Regions from separate parts of the Sus scrofa genome. Here region 2 is linked to region 1. A link is a contact called in public HiChIP or PLAC-seq data. All regions are on one chromosome and are shown on one strand. The core of a region is the stretch at or near the end of the contact, and the rest is flanking DNA. Distances in the headings are between cores, read along the strand shown.

Region 1 (5,588 bases), core at 1,067-3,566:
ACAGCCTGGAGCTGTGCTGGTCAGAGAGGAGACCTCAGCTATGGACGCTACCTTCAGCTGTGTCTCTACAGTATTCTGAGGATTAAGGGAAAGGACCAGGCACCAAAGAAAAGTCTCTTGGTACAGATACACTTGTATCTGGCTGGTTTTAAAACATTATCATGTTTTCTTTTCTTTTCTTTTTTTTTTTTTTTTTTTTGCTTTTTAGGGCCGCACCCATGGCATGTGAAGGTTCCTGGGCTAGGGGTCTAATGGGAGCTATTGTTGCCAGTCTACACCACAGCCACAGCAACGTGGGATCCGAGCTGCGTCTGCCACCTATACCACAGCTCACAGTAACACCGGATCCTTAACCCACTGAGCGAGGCCAGGGATCCAAGCCACACCCTCATGGTTCCTGGTCAGATTCATTTCCATCAAGCCACAATGGGAACTCCTGAGACGCTGTTTTCTGATACAGGTCCGGTTCTTTATTCCACATGGATAAATAACACTTACCTGGAGAGACTAACATCATGAAACACACAGTAAGAGGTTGCCTGGGGCACCCTGTGCCTCTCACAGGCCTTAGAGGGCAGGGCGGCCACACGGACCCCAACAGAATGAGGCGTTTTACTGTCACTGCTTCTAGCCACGGGCGGCGGAATCCACCCAGGGAGTTACCTGCAAGAAACCGAGTGGGTTTGGGGGATGTGACATTCTCAGGAGCTGGAGGGATCTAGTCTGAGAGGTTCCTGGGGACACTGATGGGGAAACGGGCCGATGCCCTCACAAGCCTGTCGTGAGGCTCAGCCTCCCAGGGCTCAGCGCCCGCCCAGAGGTGCAGCTGCTGGAAAGGAGGGATGCTCGGCGGCTCGGCCCAAGGCCCTCGCAGAGCGGAGAGTGGGAAGAGACGGAAACGGAGGCCAGGGGGAGGGGAGGCCACTCCGCTGGCTGAGGAGGCCAAGACCCCCAGAGTTCTGGAAGCCCAGCGCTCCGCAGCTTGGACTGCATCTTGCCTTCCGCACGGGCGTGGGGTCCAGCGTCCTCAAACGAATCTTGTGGTGTTGATGGAACTTTCTTGCACACGGCTGGACGCTGGTTATTCTAATGGGCTGAGTGGAGACAATCCCTTTCCGTCAGAGAGGTGTTTTTCTTTTGTGACTTAAGAGTCAAACTTCAGGGCTAAGAAACCCTACCTGAGGGCTTCAGAGCCTCCTGGTCCAGTGCAGGGACCTGAGGAACGTGTGACCGGGACTCAGTGCTCCTGCCAAGAAAGAAAGGAATTCCGCAGGGACAATCCTCCTTCTCAGAGGGGCCCCCACAGGCCCGTGGCTCCAGCACTGGGGTGTCCGGGCCGCTTGGCCTCCTTCCAGGGAGGGAAAGAAGACGTCTCACTGGAAAGCCCGGGTCCCTGATACCAGACGTGGGAAGCGCAGGACTCAGGATTAAAGGGCTTCTCCTCTTAACATCAGGGAGAGCACCCACCACTGGATCAAGTGCAAGAGTTTCCCACCACTGGATCAAGTGCAAGAGTTTCCCACCACTGGCTCAAGTGCAAGAGTTTCCCACCACTGGATTAAGTGCAAGAGTTTCCCACCACTGGCTCAAGTGCAAGAGTTTCCCACCACTGGCTCAAGTGCAAGAGTTTCCCACCACTGGATCAAGTGCAAGAGTTTGACAGGCTGGTCACGGAAGGCCTTCAGGGTGACAACCTGGGGGGTTAACTCGCGTGAAAGGAGAAGCCACAACAGTGCCTGAATGAGCCGGAGGCCAAAGGAAACGGAGACTGGTGACCCTTGGTCCCCTGTGCATGGTGGGGAATGGGGCCAGGACTGGCCCTTCCTCTGCTTCGAAGCAGCCACAAAAAGTGGGCACCAGGTTCCCTCTGCACCTGTAGCTGGGGTGGTGGAAACGACTAAGACAACGGCCTTGACGAAGAGACGGCGACCTGAGGTGCATTCTAGACACTGCCGTGCGGCCAGCCTTCAGCATCCAAGCTCTGCCCGTGTTTGCGGGGGGAGGGGAGGTGGGAGCTACTGCTGCATCTGCGGTGAACGTGCTGCACAACCACTGTGCTCAGAGAGCGCCTGGGGCAGAGCAAGAACTGCAGGACACACAGGCTCTCGGAACTTCTGACTACCACCCTGAGGGAAGGAATAGACACGTCACATGGCAAAGCCTGTGCCCGCTGTCCTGAACGTGGCTAGGTTCCAGAAATTCCTCGGGTTTCTTTCTCCGTAAGACAAACTCGATACACTCTCTGCTACAGTTTTGTAATTTCCCATGGAGTCTGACTCAACAAGGTCGCAAGGAACAAGTCTTCAAGTACACTGAAAGCTCCCACTGGCGAAGCATCAGGAACGGCTCTGACATCAGCCAGAGCGTGGAGAGCCCGCCCCCCGTGGAGGGACATGGTGGCAAAGGCAGGGACCCAGGAAGAGAGATGAGGAATGACTGCTTCCACGCCTGTCTCAGCTTCCCGCGGGGTCCTGCTTCTATGCTGGCGGACCTTCTATTTCTTGAAGCTGCTACTCTAACAGGAACCCTAGGCAGACGTACGAAGTGAGTGTGTTCTCCATGCGCACGGTTTCACTTTCTTCAGCAGATGAAGCAGCTTCTTTTCAGCACAGTTCATTCACAAGGTTGTGATCATTTCTGCTGTACAACGAAGTGACCCAGTCTATTTATAAAACGTGCAGGGAAGCACATTCACACAGACTGCTCCCTGCGATGCCTGGGTGAGTAACTGCTCAGTCTTCTGACAACCCAGGAACAGGGAGGCACCCTTGCCATCGAGAGGATGACTGCACCTGCTGACGGGCACGGGTGGGGGTGGGGGATGCCCACCTACACTGCCCCTCTTCACGGGCGATGACTAAGTAGCTCAGAGCTCATTACAGGCAAATCATTATGAAACACCCGAGTGAGAAGCTGGGAATAAACTAGGTCTAGTCATTAAGGTGACCCAGAAATCTTCGATTCTATTTCAGGATTGGTTTTTTGTCTCTGGAATCTGGGGATTATTTCAACCTCTCGAAGCTTCAATTTTCTTCTGAAAGGGAAGGCAGGCAAAAGGTATCCTCTTTATAACGGAGTCTGGAGAGTTGGCCGTGCATTCTCCAAACACGCGATGCAAACCCCGTGAGGCAGCCCTTTCTCTTCTGTGGTGAGCTTTGGGGGCCAGGGAATGAGAGCTAAATTGATTTCCTATTCTCTTAACACTACCAGGAAGAGAACACTGAACACCAGAATAAAAGCAGAATGCATCCCCTTCAAATAAGTCTGCAGAAGGAAAGGAATTTGCCAAGTTTTCATACTTTCAAAACAAATTGCTTCTGAAGACACCATCTCACACTGAATGGCCCCGAGGCTGACCGTGGGGCTGGGCTGGCGGAGACGGCGAGCCCACTTCTATCTCGGCCCTCAGCACAGACAGGTCCCTTGATTTTTTGCGGGGGGGGGGCGGTGAGGAAGGAAGGGGCTTATTTTTGATCAGGTCTCCTTACTACCTGGTTTAAGTGATGAAAATATAAGGAATATTAACTTGAAATTCACAAACTTTCATAGTAAAATGAGATCTTTTTTGACTCATACAAAATTCAGATCAGTTAGGTTTGTATGACTATTGCTATTTAAATCACAGATTTATAGTCCTATGACTTTTCTAAAACTTAACTAATGATTAGCATTTGTTAGAGTTGACAGTGTGTTTTGGTTCTCTGTCTCCTAAAGCCTGAGTGACACGTCTATTTTCTTTATCTCTGAAGAAACCAATGTGTACACGTAAGTGTAACTGGGTCGCCATGCTGCACAGTGGAAAACTGACAGAACACTGTAAACCAGCTATAATGGAAAAAAATAAAAATCATTATATACAATAAAAAATTTAAAAAATGTCACATAACCCCCCCGCCCCAAAAAAGAAACCAAACAGGTAGTTTGGTAAATGTGCACAGGAACCAGTGTTCACAGATGAGTCCTAGCCCCTGCCTCCCTCTCACGGTCAGAGGGAATTCTAGGGCAGAGCAAGAAGGTGCATGCAGACTCCTTAGTAACACACTAACTATTAACAGCTATATTAGCACGTGCAGTGCAACTGCTCAAACGGTGGTTTTATTAAGTCTGCTACAAGGTAACAAAGAATAGCATTAAGGCATTTAGCACCTTAGATCTTGTAGGTGCTATGACAGAAGCATCGTGAATCAGGTCCTCTTAGGAAAAAACAAACACATACAAACTCAAAGCAACAGATAAGAAATCAGCACAACATCTGACCTCTCAGAAGGAGCACTGATGATAAAGACCCCAGATGAAGAGCAACAGGTGGCAAAACCCAGGGATCGGAGAACCACTAGAGGGTGGGTTGGGCCAAAGGAGAGGCAATTTCTTCTCAAAGGACTCAGGACCACATCTGAATTCTGCACACAAAGACTCGGGACCATATCTGAATTCTGCACACAAGTGATTGATTTTTTTTTTCTAATCTGCAAAATTTTATTAAGCAACAGCTGGACAACTCTTACAACTTCAAATCATCAAGAAAAGATAAGATTAATCCATCTCAATTATAAGGACAGAAAAAAATTTGGACAAACAACGTCATTTTGAATGCAAACCATTAAGCCTTCTAGAATACCTCCTGCACATTCTAATACACAAGCTACACAGACGAGAAGCAAATAAGGGTGAACTCGTTAGAATATGCAAATCAGGAATCTCAACAGATTTTGCTTGGAAAGTAAAACAAAGCAGGATGTTGAGTTAAAAGACAAACAAATCCACGTGAGAGGGATTTGGACACACGAAGCAGAGCGCTACCTGCCCTTGAGGCAGGGACAAGAACACGCTGGTGGTCTGGCTTGGCCTGGGACTTGTGTACCACGCACTTAGTTAGGAAAAGAGGGGAAAAAATGCCAGGAGTAATAAACTCAGAAATTATGTCCATATTTACAGTACCAAAATAATGCATTTGTAAACAAATGCAAAAACAATACCCCTTTAGTAAATAACACAGTGCCTTTTTCAGTCAAACGCATAACCCATGCTTTTCTACAACCCCAAAGAAACTTCATCTACAATAAACAACGAGATCTTAGAACCCTCCCTCTCCCCTTTAAGAGAACTTGTAAACAGAAAACATAGGTAGAAGTTACAAGAAAACGGCACAAAGCCAAAGAAATGAAAGCCCAAGCCTTCAGAGTTTCATCAGCCAGAGATAAGGAAAAGAACAATGGCGAAGAGCTTTGGGTTGTGAGCTGTTTCAAAATCCCAGGGACTCCGACAACATTTGGCACACATTTTGTCTCAGCTGACTTTGTTCACCACCACTGACTTGGCCAAATGGTAGAGGCCCACGTGCCGACACCACGGGTTCCTTCTCGAGAAACCCACACACGAAGATGGTGTAACACTGCACAGCACGCGCCGGAGCTCAAGCCAAGCCAGCCCAGGCAGACACCCCCTGTCTCTTTTCAACCCACTCCACGGTCTTTAGGGCAAGCGGAGACCTGTTTTCAGGCTGTTCTCAAGGGTGTCCACCGAGCAGGGCACACCAATGCAGAGGCGCCTCCGTCTTACCTGGAATTGGTGCTTTTGCATAATTTTAT
Region 2 (5,570 bases), core at 1,075-3,574, 200 kb after region 1:
CCTGAGGGAACTCAGGATGGATACTGGCCCTGATAGCTAAGGTGCATATCCAAAAAAAAAAAAAAAAAAAATGACTTCAGGATTCTAGTGGCGGTTAAGGACTCAGCAATGTCACTGCTATGGCTCAAGTTCAACTCCTGGCCTAGGAACTTCTGTATGCTGAGGGCACAGCTAAAAAAAAACAAAAGAGAGAGAGAGATGGTACCTCAATGAAGATTTGATTTATCAAAACTACACTGAGGTACCACTTCAAACCAGTCAGAATGGCCATCATTAGTAAGTCTACAAATAACAAATGCTGGAGAGGGTGTGGAGAAAAAGAAACCCTCCTTCACTGTTGGTGGAATGTAAATTGGTACAACCACTGTGGAGAACAGTATGGAGGTACCTCAGAAAACTAAATACAGAATTACCATATGATCCAGCAATCACACTCTTGGGCATATATCCAGACAAACTTTCATTGAAAAAGATACACACACCCCTATTTTCACTGCACTACTGTTCACAATAGCCAAAACATAGAAACAACCTAAATGTCCAATGACAGATGAACGAATTAAGAAGATGTCGTACATATACACAATGGAATACTACTCAGGCATAAAAAAGAACAATAACGCCATTTGCAGCAACATGGGTAGAACTAGAGACTCTCACACTAAGTGAAATATGATGATATCGCTTATATCTAGAATCTAAAATACAGCACAAACAAATCTATCTACAGAAAAGAAACAAACTCGTGGACTTGGAAAACAGACTTGTGTTGTTTCAAGTCTGTATGAAACGCAGACTTGTTTCAGGTCTGTATTAAAACATATGGACTTGGGAGTTCCCGTCGTGGCTCAATGGTTAACGAATCCGACTAGGAACCATGAGGTTGTGGGTTTGATCCCTGGCCTTGCTCAGTGGGTTAAGGATTTGGCGTTGCCGTCAGCCGTGGTGTACGTTGCAGACGCGGCTTAGATCTCAAGTTGCTGTGGCTCTGGCATAGGCTGGTGGCTACAGCTCCGATTAGCCCCTGAGCCTGAGAACCTCCATATGCTGCAGGAGTGGCCCTAGAAAAGGCAAAAAGACAAAAAAAAAAAAAAAAATATATGGACTTGTGTTTCCAAGAGGTTGTGACTGCCAACTGGGAAGGGGAGGGAGTGGGATGGACTGGGAATTTGGGGTTAGTAGATGCAAGCATTTGGAGTGGATAAGCAATGAGATTCTGCTGAACAGCACAGGGAACTACATCTAATCACTTGTGATGGAACATGATGGAAGATAACGTGAAAAAAATGTATATATGTGTATAACTGGGTCACTTTGCTGTACAGCAGAAATTAACAGAACAATTATAAAACAACTATAATAAAAAAAATTTAAAAATTTAAAAAAGTAACGCAGAAAAAAAAATTGTTTTGAATGGAGTTCTCTTCATGGCTCAGTGGAAACAAATCTGACTAGTATCTATGAGGACACAGGTTCGATCCCTGGCCTTGCTCAGTGGATCCGTCATTGTCATGAGCTGTGGTGTAGGTCGCGGACGCAGCTCGGATCTCACAAGGTTGTGGCTGTGGCCAGCAGCTACGGCTCCAATTCAACCCTTAGCCTGGGAACTTCCATATCCCTTAGGCGCAGCCCAAAACAATTCAAAAAAAATTTGTTTTGAAAAGACGTGTTAATGAGTTTAGAGTTTTTCTGTATATGGGAAGATGCAAGAGTCTTTTAAAAAATTCTTTTTTAAAAAATATTTTTATTATAATAAAAAAATCTTTTTAAGAAATTATTTCAGTGAGCCCAGACTCTTGCATCTTCCCATATACAGAAAAGCTCTGAATTCATTAACTTGAGATGTCTGGTTTTAATTAACAGTAATCTTTTGATGTTCCAACTACCAGGTTTTTGTTGCACAAACCCCTGAACATTCTGGCTCCTCCCTTATTCTTCGGAAGAGTCCCTCAGAGCCATCTGAGAGGCTGTCTTCCCAGCTTAAGGGACCCCAGAAAATCAGCCAAATAAAACACAATTCTCTACTTTTAGGTTGTGCATTTTTTTCCAGTCGACCACTTGAGTGCCTTACATCCCAGCCTCGGTGCTAAGCAGTGGACAAACTGTGAGTAAAACACACTCTTGACTTTCTGATTTAGATGACAAATGACAGCGTTTCCCTCTCCCAACCTAAAGGGTTAACGTGTACTGCATGCTAAGAAGGCACCTTTCCAGCACCATTAGAATGTAAGACTGTCTCCTGCAAACCCAATGATAGCTCAGGGCCTCAAACACCAAACCGTGTCTTCAATTAATCCAACTATGGCCACCTTCCTAAGGACAGCTGGGCTTTCAGCCCTGTCCCCGCAGCCAGCAGGGACTGTGCCAACAGTCTTCGTAGCTATAGAGACACTGAGGCAAGCATTTAAGCAGGAAAGCAAATCCTGCAGGGCCTCTCCTGACCAGAGTTTTCTCCTTTGGTGTGAAGCAGTTTTTAATTTCACTGAAGAACTTCACTAAGAAACTAACCTTCACAATAAAAATAAAGTCTACATTCAAATAGCCACTTATTCCAAAAAGCTAAGAAAATGGGTTCCTGGTGAAGAAAAATGAACAAAGGTGATTTTAAATAAGCTGGGAGGATAAGGTAATAAATGACTAGTAGAAAGTATTAAAAATAAAAAAGTAATACCAAAAAAAAGATACAATGACATAAAAGCATAGTTCAAGTACTGGCATGGCTTCAATTCTTCATTTTATAATATATGTTCCTTTTTAAAATGCATGCATTTTACCTTGGGCTTGCTAACACAAGATTAATGTTGTACCGCAGTTCTAATTAAAATTCACACCAAGGCCTACCTCGCAACAACAAACATTCAAGTTGCTCAATAAAAGGAAATGAAGAGAATATATTTTTAAAATATGCCATTTTCTCACTTGCCGGATTGTCAGTTTCCAGCCCCAGTTACTGAGAAAGCCAAAGCTCTGCACCTACTGTGATGCATTTCCTGTCCACCCGTACGGTTCATGCCTCACTCAGCCTGGCCATAACGAAGCACCACCTAATTCACGACACTGTTCTGAAATAACAGCCCTGTGTTCAGCGGAATGACTTTCTAAGAGGTTCGCATGCTAAATTCCAAGCCCAGTTCACAGCTGCCTGCTGCATCTGAGAGCTTCCCGGAAGAGAATGAGGAGGTCCGCTCGCTGTGTGTCTCAGAACTCAGGGAGCCCCAACCACGGGAGGCCCAGGGGAAGGAGCCAGGCCAAGGAGGCCGTCCCAGCTATGCGAGTGTCCGGTCACTGGGCTGGGAGAGGGACAGTCTTCCTTTCTCTTCTTTTTCGACATAATGATCTGAAGTTAACCACTAAGTCATTTAAAATCCATCTTTGCGTAGTTGAAGCCATGTATTAAAGACTTCCCTCACAGATACATAAAGAACAGCATATACTTGGGCCGGGAAGTATTTTCTAAACATATGGTACCAAACTCTATATATTTATCTTCCCATGACATTTAGATTACAACAGAAAGGCAAAGAACACATCTTTCCATCATACCTGAGCTAAGTCATGGAAAAATACTAATGTAGTTTATGTGTAAATTTAACAGTATCTTTTAAGTTTCAACTAGATGGCAGAAAATACATACAAGACTTATATTCTAAACAAGTATTAATTATTCTACATCATTAAAAACCGTGCCCAGTCTTCCGACCACCACCCTGTGGTGTACAGGAAGTCTGTGTAAAGGAGGCCAACCTCACCGCGCCCCCCAATACAGAGACTGTGCCTTGGGTCTGCGTCCCTAACAGGGCCCTGAAGAGCAGGCCCTCAAGAAGTATTTGCTCAGGAGTTCCCATTGCGGTGCGCGGAAACGAATCTGACTAGGATCCATGAGACTGCGGGTTCGATCCCTGGCCTCGCTCAGTGAGTTAGGGATCTAGCGTTGCCGTGAGCTGTGGCGTAGGTCGCAGACGCAGCTCAGATCTGGCGTTGCTGTGGCTCTGGTAGGCCGGCAGCTGTAGCTCCAATTAGATCCCGAGCCTGGGAACCTCCATATTCTGCGGGCGTGGCCCTAAAAAGACAAAAGACAAAAAAAAAAAAAAAACCAACACTGCATTCTACATCACAATCTCTCTCTCTCTCACATACACACACCCCGCCAAAACACTCCAAAATGTTCAACATCAAAACAACAACTGAGGAGCTCCCATTGTGGCACAATGGATCAGTGGCATCTTGGAAGCGCGGGGACGCAGGTTTGATCCTGGCCTGGTGGTGGGTTAAGGATCAGGCGTTGCCACAGCCACAGCCTAAGTCTTGACTGTGGCTTGTATCTGATCCCTCACCTGGGAACTCCATGTGCAGCAGGGTGGCCAAAGAAGAAAAAGAAAAAACAAACAAAAAAACCTAACAACTGAAGGGAACAATCAGAGCCTGGACTTGGCTCTTTCTTTATGAAGCTATATTGTCACTACATTCACCATACCATCCACCAAGACCGGACACCTTGAAGAGTCCAAAGGAGCTGGGCAGACAGACTCCACCCCTCCCCGTACTGCATCTAATACCAACACGGTGCACGCCACCCAAAGCCCATCGACAGAGTTAGGATCCGCTAAAGATCGGTCACTCCACACCCGTGATGATGAATTTAGCGGGCGAGGGAAGGAGCCCACAGCTGCCTCTGCCTCTTGCTGAGAAGGCCCAACACAAAACCGGAGCCCCGTCGCAAAGGACGGGGAGAGACTTGCAGGAATCAGGCGACGGGGGCTGGAAGGATGGGCTCTGACTGAAGGACGCAGAGCTGCCTCAAGCCAAGCTTGAGATGGCCTGGAAAGCCCACACAGGCTCTTGCTGCTGACAGAAAAGAAAATCAGGGCTGGTTCTGGTACCCACCCACCCAGGCCTGCTGAGGAAGGAGGAGGAGGGAGTGGTTTCAGAGCACCTGCGTCCCTGCCCTGACGTGGCGAGCTCCCCACAGCGGAGACTCAGCCCGCAGGGTCCCGGTACGAGGGCTGAGACCGAAAGGCATGGCAGCAGCTTCCACACAAAAACCAAAAGTTCCCCTCCCGGCCGCCAAAAGTCAGCGTCACCAAGCCTGCGGACGTAAGAAACGAGACCTACACGGCTCACCCTGAGCTCCCCGACAGTCAGAAAGGCAGCAGAGAGGAAGAGCTGTTCCCGCCAGCGTGGCCCAGGCCAGCCCCGCCTCCGGGGGCCCGACGACAGACCTCTCCACTAACCCACCGGCCACGCGCTGAGTCTCTGGGCGGGGTTGTGGGGAAGGCCGCCGCCCACCTCATTCTAACAAACAGAGGTCCCGCCTCATCACGGCCGCTCAGGCCAGTCCCGCGAAGTCAGGCCTCTCCACTAACCCTTTCACGGGGCACAGTGGTCTCATTTCCCCCACCGCCCTGGCTGCGGGGCCGGGAAAGGCGACCCGCAGGACCCGGCAGAGGCAGGCAGAGCGGGCGCGGGTTCTAATCGCTCAGGCCTTCTCCGTGCGCACAACAGAAACGCCACCGCGAGTCTGCAGAGGCTGCACTGCCGCCCCTGCCCGGCGACCCCGAACTAAAAACCAA

Evidence for each region. HiChIP or PLAC-seq counts read pairs in DNA pulled down with a chosen protein or histone mark.
Region 2: a contact with region 1 is called in an H3K27ac HiChIP or PLAC-seq map of skeletal muscle. The contact joins two enhancer-like sites. A contact is called at or near these places in 1 of 47 Hi-C or Micro-C datasets (skeletal muscle) and 1 of 2 datasets of contacts at active chromatin or transcription factors (skeletal muscle).

What each region holds. Positions count from the first base shown.
Region 1 is chr1:8,646,360-8,651,947 of Sscrofa11.1, forward strand. TULP4 (tubby-related protein 4) reads right to left here. Exons shown (of 17, transcript XM_021086385.1): 17 at 4,452-5,588. Among named protein-coding and RNA genes, the nearest start is that of TMEM181, 6.8 kb to the left of the region's middle. Within about 2 kb of position 2,317, at least 2 of the 83 cell types and tissues checked have an H3K27ac peak or open chromatin away from gene starts, as enhancers often do. A contact at or near this core is called in skeletal muscle, where this site is marked.
Region 2 is chr1:8,848,242-8,853,811 of Sscrofa11.1, forward strand. The region is part of intron 1 of TULP4 (tubby-related protein 4); the gene reads right to left. Among named protein-coding and RNA genes, the nearest start is that of TULP4, 41 kb to the right of the region's middle. Within about 2 kb of position 2,325, at least 10 of the 83 cell types and tissues checked have an H3K27ac peak or open chromatin away from gene starts, as enhancers often do. A contact at or near this core is called in skeletal muscle, where this site is marked.